Regions from separate parts of the Rattus norvegicus genome. Here region 2 is linked to region 1. The links are chromatin contacts, called in public Hi-C maps. All regions are on one chromosome and are shown on one strand. Each heading gives the region's core, a stretch centred on a gene start, on an enhancer-like site or on the middle of the called end of the contact. The rest is flanking DNA. Distances are from core to core; before and after follow the strand shown.

What was found. A called contact is a pair of places that touch in the nucleus more often than the background predicts.
Region 2: a contact with region 1 is called in a Hi-C map of the A7r5 cell line, with 6 times the contacts expected there. The contact joins the promoter of Gfra4 here to the enhancer-like site in region 1. A contact is called at or near these places in 3 of 12 Hi-C or Micro-C datasets (the A7r5 cell line, Schwann cells and mammary epithelial cells) and 1 of 1 datasets of contacts at active chromatin or transcription factors (oligodendrocytes).

The regions. Positions count from the first base shown.
Region 1 is chr3:138,484,080-138,490,296 of GRCr8, reverse strand. It overlaps Dnaaf9 (dynein axonemal assembly factor 9), which reads left to right. Exons shown (of 37, transcript NM_001109206.1): 2 at 545-624; 3 at 1,890-2,009. Among named protein-coding and RNA genes, the nearest start is that of Dnaaf9, 19 kb to the left of the region's middle. Within about 2 kb of position 3,351, at least 60 of the 93 cell types and tissues checked have an H3K27ac peak or open chromatin away from gene starts, as enhancers often do. A contact at or near this core is called in the A7r5 cell line and Schwann cells, where this site is marked.
Region 2 is chr3:138,707,580-138,713,796 of GRCr8, reverse strand. Gfra4 (GDNF family receptor alpha 4) reads left to right here and starts at 2,841. Exons shown (of 6, transcript NM_001395069.1): 1 at 2,841-2,964; 2 at 3,525-3,879; 3 at 3,929-4,038; 4 at 4,119-4,253; 5 at 4,995-5,086; 6 at 5,226-5,827. The coding sequence starts at 2,886. The coding sequence ends at 5,276.

The DNA of each region.
Region 1 (6,217 bases), core at 2,102-4,601:
GCTCTCTAAAGAGAGGGTGTCTTCTGTGTCTTCTGTGCTGAGAGTCTAGTCCTGTGGGATAGCTAGAGCTTAGTTTAGTGAGGCCTTTATATCAATTTTTGGTTTTGTTTGTTGCTTTTGAGACAAACTAAGAAAGGCTAAATTTAGGCTAAAGCAGTATAGAAACTTTTCTTTGAAAATCAGCAAAAGTAAAAAGACATTGGAAGGGGCTGGGGATTTAGCTCTGTGGTAGCACAAGGCCCTGGGTTCAGTCCCCAGCTCTGGAAAAAAAAGAACCAAAAAAAAAAAAAAGATGTTGGAAATTCTTGGCATCAGCTGATTAATTATGAATGGGACCATGGTGCCATCTTAGTTCATTGTCCATTGTCCAAATAGTCTTTAGACCACTTACACTAAATCTCTTTGAGAGCATGGACAAGAAGGATACGGTTCTGATTAAAGAGCTAGGTACTACTTGCCTTACCTAACAAGACCATTCCTCTAGTGTGTACCTTTTCAGACTCTCACACTTCCTCACTCAAGAAACTCTGTTGTTCTGTTTCAGCTGCAGCCGACTGCGCCAGGTTCAAAGTGTCCTGACCCAGAGCAGCAAGTCTCAACCTGACGGGATTCTCTGCATCCTAGGTCAGTGCTTTCTTATGAGTTTGTAGTCTTGATCTCAGGAAGATGCTAGTAATGCTATCGTGTAAGGTACGTTAAAGGCTAGAATCTTCCCAGTTCTCATTCCTGTGACATCTGATCCATCTTACTGAGGGTGAATATTAAGAGGGTGTCAGTGAGATAAAGAGGGAGCTCCTACCACAGGCTCCTGCCTGCCTTTGACTGTCCTGACACTTACTCTGTAGACCATGCTGGCTTCTGCCTCTTTAGTTCTGGTAGTAAAGCCCTGCGCCACTGTGCCCAGCTACAACCCTTTCTTTTCAAACCACATGGAGAATAGCTGCTTGACTCTGATCCTCCCATCCTGCCAACAGCTGTAGTCCTAGGATGCGAAGTCACTGAGAGACAGAAGTGAAGACAGTGTCATTTAATTTCCTTTTGTCTCTGGTTCCGCCTTTCTAGACTGACCTTAGTGAAGGTCGTCTGCAGGGGTGTATACCTCCGCACCATACCTTACAGTGCAGTGCTAAGCTTTGCTTCCGACACTTGGGAAGGCTCAGTGTGTGTTAGTCTATCCACTTGTCCTCTTCTTTTTCAAATCACCTTAACTTGTTTTTATTTGTACATATTTTCCATAGAGATCTCTTTGAGATCTATTCTTCAGCTAACAAAATGTTCCAAGATCTGTAGATCCATAGAAGACCATATGTTCTGGTTCTTTCTGCCCTTAAGAATTGCACATGTCGGCTGGAGGTGGTTCCGTAGATAAGAGCACCCACATGGTGACTCATAACCATCTGTAACTCTAATTCCAGGGTATCAGATCCCCTAGATCATGGAGGGTGCTCTTCTGGCCTCCTTTGGTACCAGACACACATGATATACATATACATGGAATTTAAACACCCACACATGTAAAGTAAAACCTGAAAGAAAAAAATGCTTTTCAGCATTAGTAATCTTGTTGCTTAATTCTTTTTTTTTTTTTTTTTTTTGGTTCTTTTTTTCGGAGCTGGGGACCGAACCCAGGGCCTTGCGCTTCCTAGGTAAGCGCTCTACCACTGAGCTAAATCCCCAGCCCCTTGTTGCTTAATTCTTTGACCTGTGTAGGTCTTGAGATCCAAGGAAGGTACCGTATGCCTCAGCCTGTTTCTCACACAAGGGGTTGTTCATTTAGTTTTAGCACAAAACTGGTTTGACCATCAAGGCTTTACTAAACGGGCAAATCGTTGGCACTTTCTGTATTCCACGGTGCAGGACAGCGAGTCACAGGCTTCTTTGCTTTGCAGGAATTGACAGCAGGTACAACGAAGGCTGTAGAGAGCTGGCAAATTACCTTCTGTTTGGTTTATACAGTCAGAATACCACTGATTTTGAGAAAACTGGATTTTCTGAAGAAATCCTAGATGGTAAGTCTGTATTACATTGGCAAATTATAGGAGACAGTGATTTATTTCTTTGGACCCTTAATTCATGATGTTTTTGTAAAAATTGTTTTAGTTTTAATTTTACTGTATCATATGAGTGTTTTGCTTGTGTGTGTGTGTGTGTGTGTGCATGTGAGCATGTATGCATACTTGGTGCCCTTGGAAGCCAGAAGATGACATCAGGTCCCCTGGACCTAGAGTTACAGATGGTTGTGAATCTCCATTCAGGTGTTGGGAATCGAATCCAGATCTCTGGAAGAATAACAAGTACGTTTAACTGCTGAGCCATCCTGACAGCCCCAGCTCATGATTTTTTATTTCTGTTTCTGTGGTTTGGGGTTTTGTCATTGCTGTTTATTTGTTTTGAGATAGTCTCATAAAGCTTTAGCTGGCTTGAAACTAACTGTGTAGACCAGACTGGCCTTGAATTCTGAGATCTACCTGCCTCTGCCTTCCTAGTAGTGGGATTAAAGACACACATCCAGCACCACATTTGTGATCTTTTAATAGGAAATTATAATCAGAATTTAAGTAGTCCAAAACTCCAGTAAATTTTTGCCTTATTTTGTTTTACTTTTTGAGTGATGTGTGATTCCCCTAATTGGTCTTAAAATTGGCAACCCCCTGGCCTCGGCCTCCCAAGTAGCTGGGATTACACCAGGCAAGATTTTATCTTTTTAATAGTGAAAAATAGCATTTCCTTGTTAGCCTATTAAAATAGGACATTCCTATTGGTCATGCAGTGGACAACAGACTATCAACAGCAGTTTCCAGAATACATTTATTGGTAAATCATTTTGAGACCAAAAGCAGACCTTGGCGTTTGGATTTGTCTCTTGGCAGGGTACTAGTTTTTCTTAGTATTGCCGCTGCTCCTTTTCCCTGAAGGTTCAGATTGTGTACTGTTGCCAGTGAGAGCATTCTCTGCTTTGAGGCAAAGACGAGCTGCTCTTGTAAGCTGCTCTTGTGAGAAAGAAGATTTTATGTGGATCTTTAGCTGAGGAACAAGGGGCTATTGTCCTGCTGTCTTTGGGAATTGTTTTTTGTGTGACTTTAATACAATGGAGTCTTTCTGCCTGCAGTCAGCTTTCTCTGGCTTGGAGACACTGCATGTGTTGATGCTCCTGTGGGCTGTTGCCCGGGAGCTACTTCTCATATCATATACTTAGCATTATAAATTGTCTGCAAGATGAGTCAGGAGACATAGAACAAACAAGTAAAACTGGACAAGAGACAAGACACTTGCAAGGCAGCTGGGAGACCATGAAGGCAAACATTGGATGTCAGATGATCTCACTTGAATAGTGTGGTCTCAGAGGGAGGGCAGTTTTGTCCCTTGGGAGACATTTAGCAATGTCTGAAGACATTTTTGATGGCCGTGGCTCAGTATGTGGCACTACTGGCATCTAGTGGACACCAGGGCTGCTGCTAAACATCACAAAATAAACAAGAAAGCCCCAGTTACACAATGAAGAGTTTTCTTATTAAACTGTAAATAATTCTGAGTTGTATCGTCTTTGAAATTCTTACCTTGGTAACAACCCCAATACTATCCATATAGTTTAGTTAGAGCTGTCCTTCTTATTATGAATGCAGAAAAAGGAGACGGAAAATACTTGGAGTTAGTATCCTTCCTTTCTTTGTGTTTTCTTCCTCATCTTTCTGTCTGAGGTATGCTCTCACTCTGTATCAGGCTGGCTTCAGACCAGGTGCTTCTCAGCCTCTTGGGTTCTGGGTTTGCATGCAGGAGCCACCACTGTGATCTTCATCCGGTCCTTTTCTTTTTAGATTTTGATATTATAATACAATGTAACACCTTTTCCTTCCCTTTCCTTCTCTTCACTCCCAACCAATGTTCACTACCTATGGTTCATGACCCCTTTGGCAACCCTCTGTCTCTAAAAAACATTTACATTGTGACAAATAACAGTTATGAAAGAGCAACAATAATAATTTTATGCTTGGTGATCACCACAACATGAGGAAAAGTATTAAAGGGTCACAGCATTAGGAAGGTTGAAAATCACTGCTCTAAAACCTCTCATATGTCACTGGACAGGCAATCAGCGTGCTCTTTCCTAGGTAGGGACAACTCTCCTGCTCCCAGCTTTTCTCAGTTGCCATAGTTTTTTGTGTAGGGTTGAGGTTTCCTGGACTTTTCTCTGTCCACTTTGACATGTCATTGGTGGGGTCCTTGTTTAGCTCATGTTTGGGCAGTCATGTTGGTGAGAGTTTATGGATGTAGCTTCTAACGGTACTAGAAGACACCATCAATTATTCAATTTACTTTTTGTTTGTTTGTTTCAGATTTTGATTTTAAATTTCTTGGCCAGGCAATGTGTTTCAAGCCTTTTAATCCCAGGACTTGGGAGGCAGAGGCCGGTGCATCTCTGTGCAGTTAAGGCTTGCCTGGTCTACATAGTAGATTCCAAGACAGGGCTATAGAAAGACCCTTCCTTGAATAAAATAAAATAACATTTCTTTCAGGGGTCTGGGGAGATGGCTCAATGGTTAAGAGAACTGGCTGTTCCTCCAGAGGACTGGAGCCAATTCCTTATGCCTAGACGACTACTCACAACTGTCTGCAGCTTGAGTCGGAGGGGATCAGACCTCCTCTCCTGGCCTGTCTGCAGCTACCAGGCATACACGTGATATCTAGTCATATATGCAAGCACAGTACCCATGTGAATAAAATAAGATAAAAAAAATGAAGTATAAAATAAAATACCTTCTCTTACATGTAGTGGTTTGGAAACAATTTATTCTGGAAGTGTCCAGTCACTGCACATTTCAGTGCAGCCATGTTTGCAAGGACATTTCAGTACTAAAAATAAGGAGTGTGTTTAAATTCCCAAAGAGGTGCTCTTATCCTGTCATTTGGCACAGGAGATACTCAGTAAAATACTAAGCATTTTGCTCCAAATTATTAAAGTCAGTTTTAGATCCTTATAGTTAGAAAGCTAAGATTAACAGATTTGTGCTTCTAACTTTAGGATTTTGAGGCTGGGTTTCACTCTGCAGTCCTGGCTGTCCTGGAACTTGTTGTGTAGACCACACTGACATCACACTCACAGATAGAGCTCAGAGATGCCTCTGAGTGCTGTGGTGAACGATGTGGGCCACCACAGCCCACATGCTTCCTCCCGCCTTAGCCTCCCTGTTCGTAAAAAGGCCAGCGTGAGGTACTTACTTTTCAAAGGTAGTTTTTAAAACATTTTACATGATTTTAAATTTATTTTAATTTATTGAGACAGGTTCCCTTTATGTAGCTCTGGCTATCCTGGAACAAGCTGTGTAGACCAGGCTGGCCTCAAACTCACCGAATTCTGTGATTAAAAGCTCATGCTAGCATACTGGCCAACCTTCCCATCTCATCTTGTCCCCTCCTCCTCTTTCTCTTCCTAGTCCTCCTCCTCCTTCCTTCTCCTTCTGCTGCTGCTGCCTTTTTAAGTTTAATTTTGTTTTTGATATAGGGTGTTTCTGTTTAAATCAGAGTGGCATCCTTGAGCTCGTGCTAGGGTCTCAAGCACATACCATCATGCCCAGCTTCATATTCTCTTTGTTCCTTCTCTCCTCCGAACTGAAACTCACTGTGTACGTAGACCATGCTGCTCTCAGACTCACAGAGATCTGGCTTCCTCTGCCTCCCCAGTGCTTGGATTAAATGATTAAAGACACCACACTTGACCATATTTTCTTCTTTTATTATCTGACTGTTTACTCTGTTAGATATCAGAGCACTTTGAGAGTATGAAATGTGTGATTAGATTTAGCTAGCAGTTGTTATGATACATCTGTTTTGGGATCCTGAAACTTTAAGTTATATTCAGACTATGTGTGGTGTGTACACTGCCGCCCCACTTTTCAGGTGTCATAAAATGTCTCCCTTAGCAGGAAGTCTACAGTTGATTTAGGACAGGGATCTGAGGGCTCTGGGACTTGAGGAAGCCCAGTGCTGAGACATGAGAGAGAGAGAGACTCTTTTCTTCTCTTTGCACTTTTCCTCTCCACCAGTTCCTAGCGTGGCCTTGTTAGAGAGAGGCCTTGTGGCTCTGCCATGGGAGATCCATTGAGCAGAGCCCATTTTTCTTTTGGAATTATGACTGCGTTCATTTTTCGCACTCAGGCTACTTTAATATTTCTGCCCCATACCATTTCCCATTTCATGGCTCTTGAATCTGCCTGGGTTT
Region 2 (6,217 bases), core at 1,592-4,091, 220 kb before region 1:
CTCCTAACTCCAGTTCTGTAAGATTTGGTGCCCTCTTGTGGCCTTGGGTAGCATACATACAGGCTCATAAAACAAACAAATGCCCACACGCAGTCAGCACAAGAGCCAGGCCATGCTCTAACAAAAATCTGTTTCTGAACACTAAAGTTTATGTTAATTTTCACTTTCATGGTTATACAGGGCCTGGAGGGATGGCTCAGTGGTTAAGAGCACTGACGGCTCTTCCAGAGGTCCTGAGTTCAATTCCCAGCACCCACATGGTGGCTCACAACCATTTGTAAGGGGATCTGATGCCCTCTTCTGGTGTGTCTGAAGACAGCTACACTGTCTTTTTTTTTTTTTTTTTTAACAGCAGCACTGTGTCTTAATTTGACCAGAAGAAAATGTAAGACGAACTTAGTAGAAATAGCCCAGAAAATAACTAGTCAGTATTCTTATCAAGAATGGGGATAAGGGGGGGTTGGGGATTTAGCTCAGTGGTAGAGCACTTGCCTAGCAAGCGCAAGGCCCTGGGTTCGGTCCCCAGCTCCGAAAAAAAGAAAAAGAAAAAAAAAAGAAAAGAAAGAAAGAATGGGGATAAGGTGAAGGGGAAGTTGGGACGGGCTTCCCAAAAGGGTTGCTTCCTTGCTCATGGGAATGGCGGCCAGGTGGACTGAGAAGGTAAGTAAAAGGGACTTGGGAGTCAAAATGCCCCACTCTGAGCCCCTAGGCAGATTTGCAACTCTTGGTTACCCTTCCTGTCCTGGAGTTAGATGTCAGCTTGTGCTCTGTCAGCTTTTGGCCTCTCCAAGTTTTGGTCTGTTTTTCCTGGACCATCAATTCTTCACCTTTCCCACAGAATGAACTTGGCTAACACAGAAATTCAGCTACAGGGGTTCTGGGGAGACGACTTAGTCGGTGAAGTCCCACACAAGCGTTAGAGCCCAAGGTCAACCCCCAGCATTACCATAAAAAGCTGAGGGCAGCAACCCCACTGGGGGTGAGGATGGGGACCCAAGGGGGCTTGCTGCCATCCCAGCTAAAACAGAGCTCCTGACACTGCTGCTGGGCACCTTCACCTCACCCTCCACACCCCACATTACTGTTTAAAGGAAGAACACAGACTTAAAAAAAATATTGAGAGTGCCTCGTATGGCATGACAAATTTAGTGGGGATTCTGAGTCTGAATTTTTTCATTTTATTGAGAGAGAGAGAGAGAGAGAGAGAGAGAGAGAGAGAGAGAGAGCGAGCCTTGTCAGAGGACAACTTTAGGGAGCTGGTTCACATCTGCCATATGGGACAGACTGAACTCAGAGTGTCAGGTTTGGTAGCAGGAGCCTTTAGTCAATGAGCTCTCCTGTCACCCTTGTTTCTGAGACAAGATCTCAATGTAGCTCTAAGTCCTGATACTTCTGCCTTCGACTTGACAAGCGCTAGGTTTACCACCGTGTCCCAGGTCTTGGGACAGAGAAAGGCCATGCATGGGAGACCTTTAATGGTCTAGGCCTCATCGTGTACTAGTATTCCTTCCCAAGTGTAGATCCTTGTGCTTTGCTATGTCAGAGAGCTGAGTTTAGAAGCTGGGGATGGTGTGTGTGTGTGTGTGTGTGTGTGTGTGTGTGTGTGTGTGTGTAGCACCAATGTCTCTACAACTTTTCTACACGTGTAAAACCAGTAAACAAAAAACTGACAATAAAGTTATTAAGAAGGAAGAGGAACAATTGATTTCCTGGAGTTGTATGCAGTCGGGGTGTGTGTGTGTGTGTGTGTGTGTGTGTGTGTGTGTGTGTGTGTGTGTCTTCCTAAGGAGATACAACATGCATGCCTCTTCATTTCAGATAGGCAACTGACAATGGGCCAGAGACATAAATCCATCAAAGTCCAACTTGGCAAATATTTATTTTGGGGGATTTGTTTTTTATTATTAATTTTACTTAACTATTTATTTGAGTTTATTGGGATTACTTACAGGGGCATGATTGTCATCAAAACACCCACCGAACCATTGGGGGTGACCCTAGTGCTCCCCGCAGGACTGGCAGTGCCTGCCCGAATGTCTTCTTTCAGGGGTTGTCTATAACCTTGAGAAGGGGCCTTGTGAATCTCACATGTTTCCGATTTTCTGGACCTGTAAGGTTAATTCTTGCTTAATTTTTGAGTCTCATGAAGCTCCCCCTCCCCCCTCCCACGAGGACCCGTTCCCACTAGGAGCCGACTGCTCGTGTACAAAAAGCAGTCCAGCACTCTGAATCTATCGGGTTAATTCCAGGCCCTGGCTTAGTGGCTTTGGATCTACCTGAAGGTGCTGTCTAGGGGTGGGGACAGAGTGAAGAGAGCAGGATGTTACTTCCTCTCAGAGGCCAGGAGCACACCTGCCGGCAGGTGCCCGCTACCCTCCAGGCTTAGCAGGTTCAAGGAAGAAGCACCAGTCCGACTGGGCCTCTGCCAATCGGTATGGCCTGCTGCTTGGAGTCTGCACTGCTGCTGTTGCTGCTGCTGCTGCTGCTGGGTGAGAACCTGTCTCCTCCCTGGCCCCTGCCCTCTCTGACCCTGCTCCTCAGGCACAAAGTGAGATTGCAAGAGTGACACCGGTATCAATGTGCCCCTGCTGTACAGTGCCGTGCACCCCATCTTTGGGTTCAGCTGAGCCACCCTTCACAAATCTAGCCTTACTATCCGTGCCCCAGGAACTTTCTTTTTCCTCTCCCCCTCCCCTGCCCTCAATGTGCTCCTCAGAAGCTCCGGCTCTTGGGAGTTTTGAGTCCCACAGCTGATGTTCTGCCTCCCAGCACTGCCTCTTCTCCACCAGGGGGATCACAGGAAAGGATTGCTCTGTGGGGTGTGGTGTAGAGAATGGATACTGGTAAGCTTTAAGGCAGAGGAGACCTAAGAGCTGAGACATGCTATGTTGAGTGGAGCGTATTTACGGGTGCTGAATGAGAGGCCAGGCCAGGCAGTTTTATGGAGTCTTGGATGCCAGAGAGGTAAGGAGGTGGGAAAGGAAGTACTATAAACCTGAATTTGGTGACTTGGCTGGATTTGCATATGTCCAGTGCCAAGTTCAGACATAGCTGCCGGGTTTACTGATGCTACTCTCCCAAGGTCAGGCATTCTATTTTCCCCTGAATGGCTTTTCATCTGTGACTTATCTACATCTTCACTGAAACTACTGGTAAACGTCCAGGTCTGTCTCAGGGCGAAGTCCTATGGTCTGCCATTAAGCCTCAGTGTCCTGTCAGGTGAAGCTGGGGAGGATGGAAGGGGTCCAGTAGACGCTCTGTGATGCATGTGCCAGTTCTGGAGATGGTGGTGGAGGCTGAACCTGAGCTTCTGGGGAACCTCCGAGTACTGCCTCCATTCACGACCTGGGTGGATATCCCTAGGACCTGCCCATGCCCGCTTCCTCAGGAAAAACGGGTCACGCCTATGGGCCACACTCTCTCCCCTTGGGTTTGGGTATCTGCCCCCAGCCCCCGCCAAATTCCGGGGTGTGGAATGTGGAGAACCAAGCACAGAGGGCTGCAGCCTGCCCTCCCCTCACCAGGGTCAGCGAGCTCCACTGAGGGGAATCGCTGCGTGGAAGCAGCCGAGGCGTGCACAGCAGACGAGCAGTGCCAGCAGCTGCGCTCCGAGTACGTGGCGCAATGCCTGGGCCGGGCGGGCTGGCGGGGACCCGGGAGCTGCGTGCGCTCCCGCTGCCGCCGTGCCCTGCGCCGCTTCTTCGCCCGCGGGCCTCCGGCGCTCACGCACGCGCTGCTCTTCTGCGGATGCGAAGGCCCCGCGTGCGCCGAGCGCCGGCGCCAGACATTCGCGCCCGCCTGCGCGTTCTCCGGCCCCCAGCTGGCGCCACCTTCCTGCCTGAAGCCCTTGGACCGCTGCGAGCGAAGCCGCCGGTGCCGGTGCGTGCGGGGCGGGCTGGGCCGCTCACCGGCGTCCGGGCGCGCGCAGGCCCCGTCTCTTTGCCTTCCAGGCCTCATGCGCTCCCGCGCCCGGCTCCCGCGACGGCTGTCCGGAGGAGGGGGGCCCGCGGTGTCTGCGCGCCTACGCAGGCCTTGTAGGTACGCTGGGCGGCCTCTGGCGGGCGGGGCGGCGGAGGCAGATTCCGGGGGCCCGTCACAGGTCCTGGGGGTCCCTGCAGGCACCGTGGTCACCCCCAACTACCTGGACAACGTGAGCGCGCGCGTTGCGCCCTGGTGCGGCTGTGAGGCCAGCGGAAACCGGCGCGAAGAGTGCGAAGCCTTCCGCAAGCTTTTTACAAGGAACCCCTGCTTGGGTGAGGGGGCTGGAGAGCCCGGGCAACCAAGGACGTCTATGGCCCAGTCTAGGCTGCCTGGCCTGTGGGGACCCTTAAAATGTTTTCGTCGTGTCGTATTTGGTGTGGGTGATGGACAGTGTGCACGTGCCATGGTGCATGGGTGGAAGTCAGAGGACAACTTGTCAGTCTCTTTCTACCACGTGGGTCCCCGGGATAGCACTGGGCTCATCAGTTTTGGTGGCAAGTGCCTTTGCCTGCTGAGCCATCTTGCTGGCTGATGTGAGCACATTTTTGATGGAAAGAAACTGAGGTTTCCAGAGACCAGATAGCCGATCACTAGAGAATTCGAGAGATGTCAAGAATCTCTTAGGGCTAGAAAGGATGAGTTAAAACATGTCCAATGACCTGGAGTTGGCCAAGGCTCCCTTTGGCACTACTGAGGTCTTTTCCTCCATGTGTTCCCAATTTAACGCTGCTGTTCTTGCCTCGGGATGAAATAGCGTTGTTCCAGATTTCTGGGGGCCCGGTTTGAAGCCTGTCTCTGCCACTTCGTAGCCGAGAGTTAAACTCTTATTAATCCTAATTGTGTTCACCTGTAAGGGCGGGGTGTGCACTTGTCAACCTCACTCTTAGCACAGTGACCTTCCATCTCAGGCCGTGCCTTGCAGATTCCAGGGGGTGTCTCATTTTGTCTCAAGGGAGTGGAGCTGTTTCTAGGGTTTCCTGGCCAAACCTTCTCTGGATCTCTCCACTCCATAGATGGTGCCATACAAGCCTTTGACAGCTCGCAACCATCAGTTCTGCAGGACCAGTGGAACCCCTACCAGAATGCTGGGTGCTGTTTCCTGCGGGTAGGTATGGGGAGAGGATGTGGAGTTGGCAGTTTCTCATCGTTCCCTTCTGTATTTACCCTTCTCAGGCAGGCCAAGGTGGAGGCCTGAGTGGCCTGAGAAGAGATGGAGGCAGAAACGGTCCCCGTTTTGTCCCAAGGTGTCCTCGATGTCCATACTCACTGCCCTGGCTCTCCAGGCCCTGCTCTAATTAGGAAGGTGAACCATGGACAACACAGCTGACTGCCATGTCTCTGGATTATGCTCACTGAACTGAAACTCCCTTGCCCTCAGGTCTGCTGTCCTTTGCAGTTCTGGACCCCTGCATGGCTGTCTCCTGGACTGGGAGCTGGAGGCTAGGGCCCGACTGTTAGGTTCCCCTGTTAGTAGGCATCTCACCTGTTTTCTTCACCATCCTTGAGATGATGGTAGATGATATTTAGCACCTGTAGACAGGGCCTCATTGGGCCCCTTGGGCTTACAGAGCAGAACAGAGACTAGCCTCCTGCTCTTAGAATTGGGTAGTGTTCTTTTCCAAGAAGACATGGCACTAAGGTGATCATATGAACAGACTGACAGACTGCAGTCTAAATACCCATGCCCCAGGGCCAGCGCTGACCTTGCTTGTCACCTATGACATGGCGCTGTGTAGGGATTAAAGAGAGAGATTCAGGTCCCTCCTGCTGGACATCCCACTGGCCTCCCAGACTCTCCCAGCACCTGCAGTGGCACAGCAGCTCAATAAACCCATGTGCACTGAGACCAGCCTGGCTTTCTGTCATCTGACCTAGAAATGTGGAGACCCGGGTGGCCTTGGGCACTCCAGAACTACTCCTGAGTCTGAATACTGGAGAGTAAATATACCCATCTCGAACAGCAGCCAGCAGCCGAGACTGAGTGCATGTGCTGCAGTTCCTTTGCAGACTCAAAGATGGGGTCTACTGGCTTATCAGAGAGCTCTGAGAGGTCGAGCTGGATCGGGGAAATGGCCTGAGCAAACTGGCTCAGGCACATCTGTCCCTATGGTGTCTGTCTCTATGGTGTAGACAGGGCCCCACTGAAGGGTAGGTAGGTGGGCATGCCACCATGCTGGGGCTTCATACTCTCTTAGCATCTATCTCAGCAGAGGTCGCTAGGAGGAAGGCATCCTTC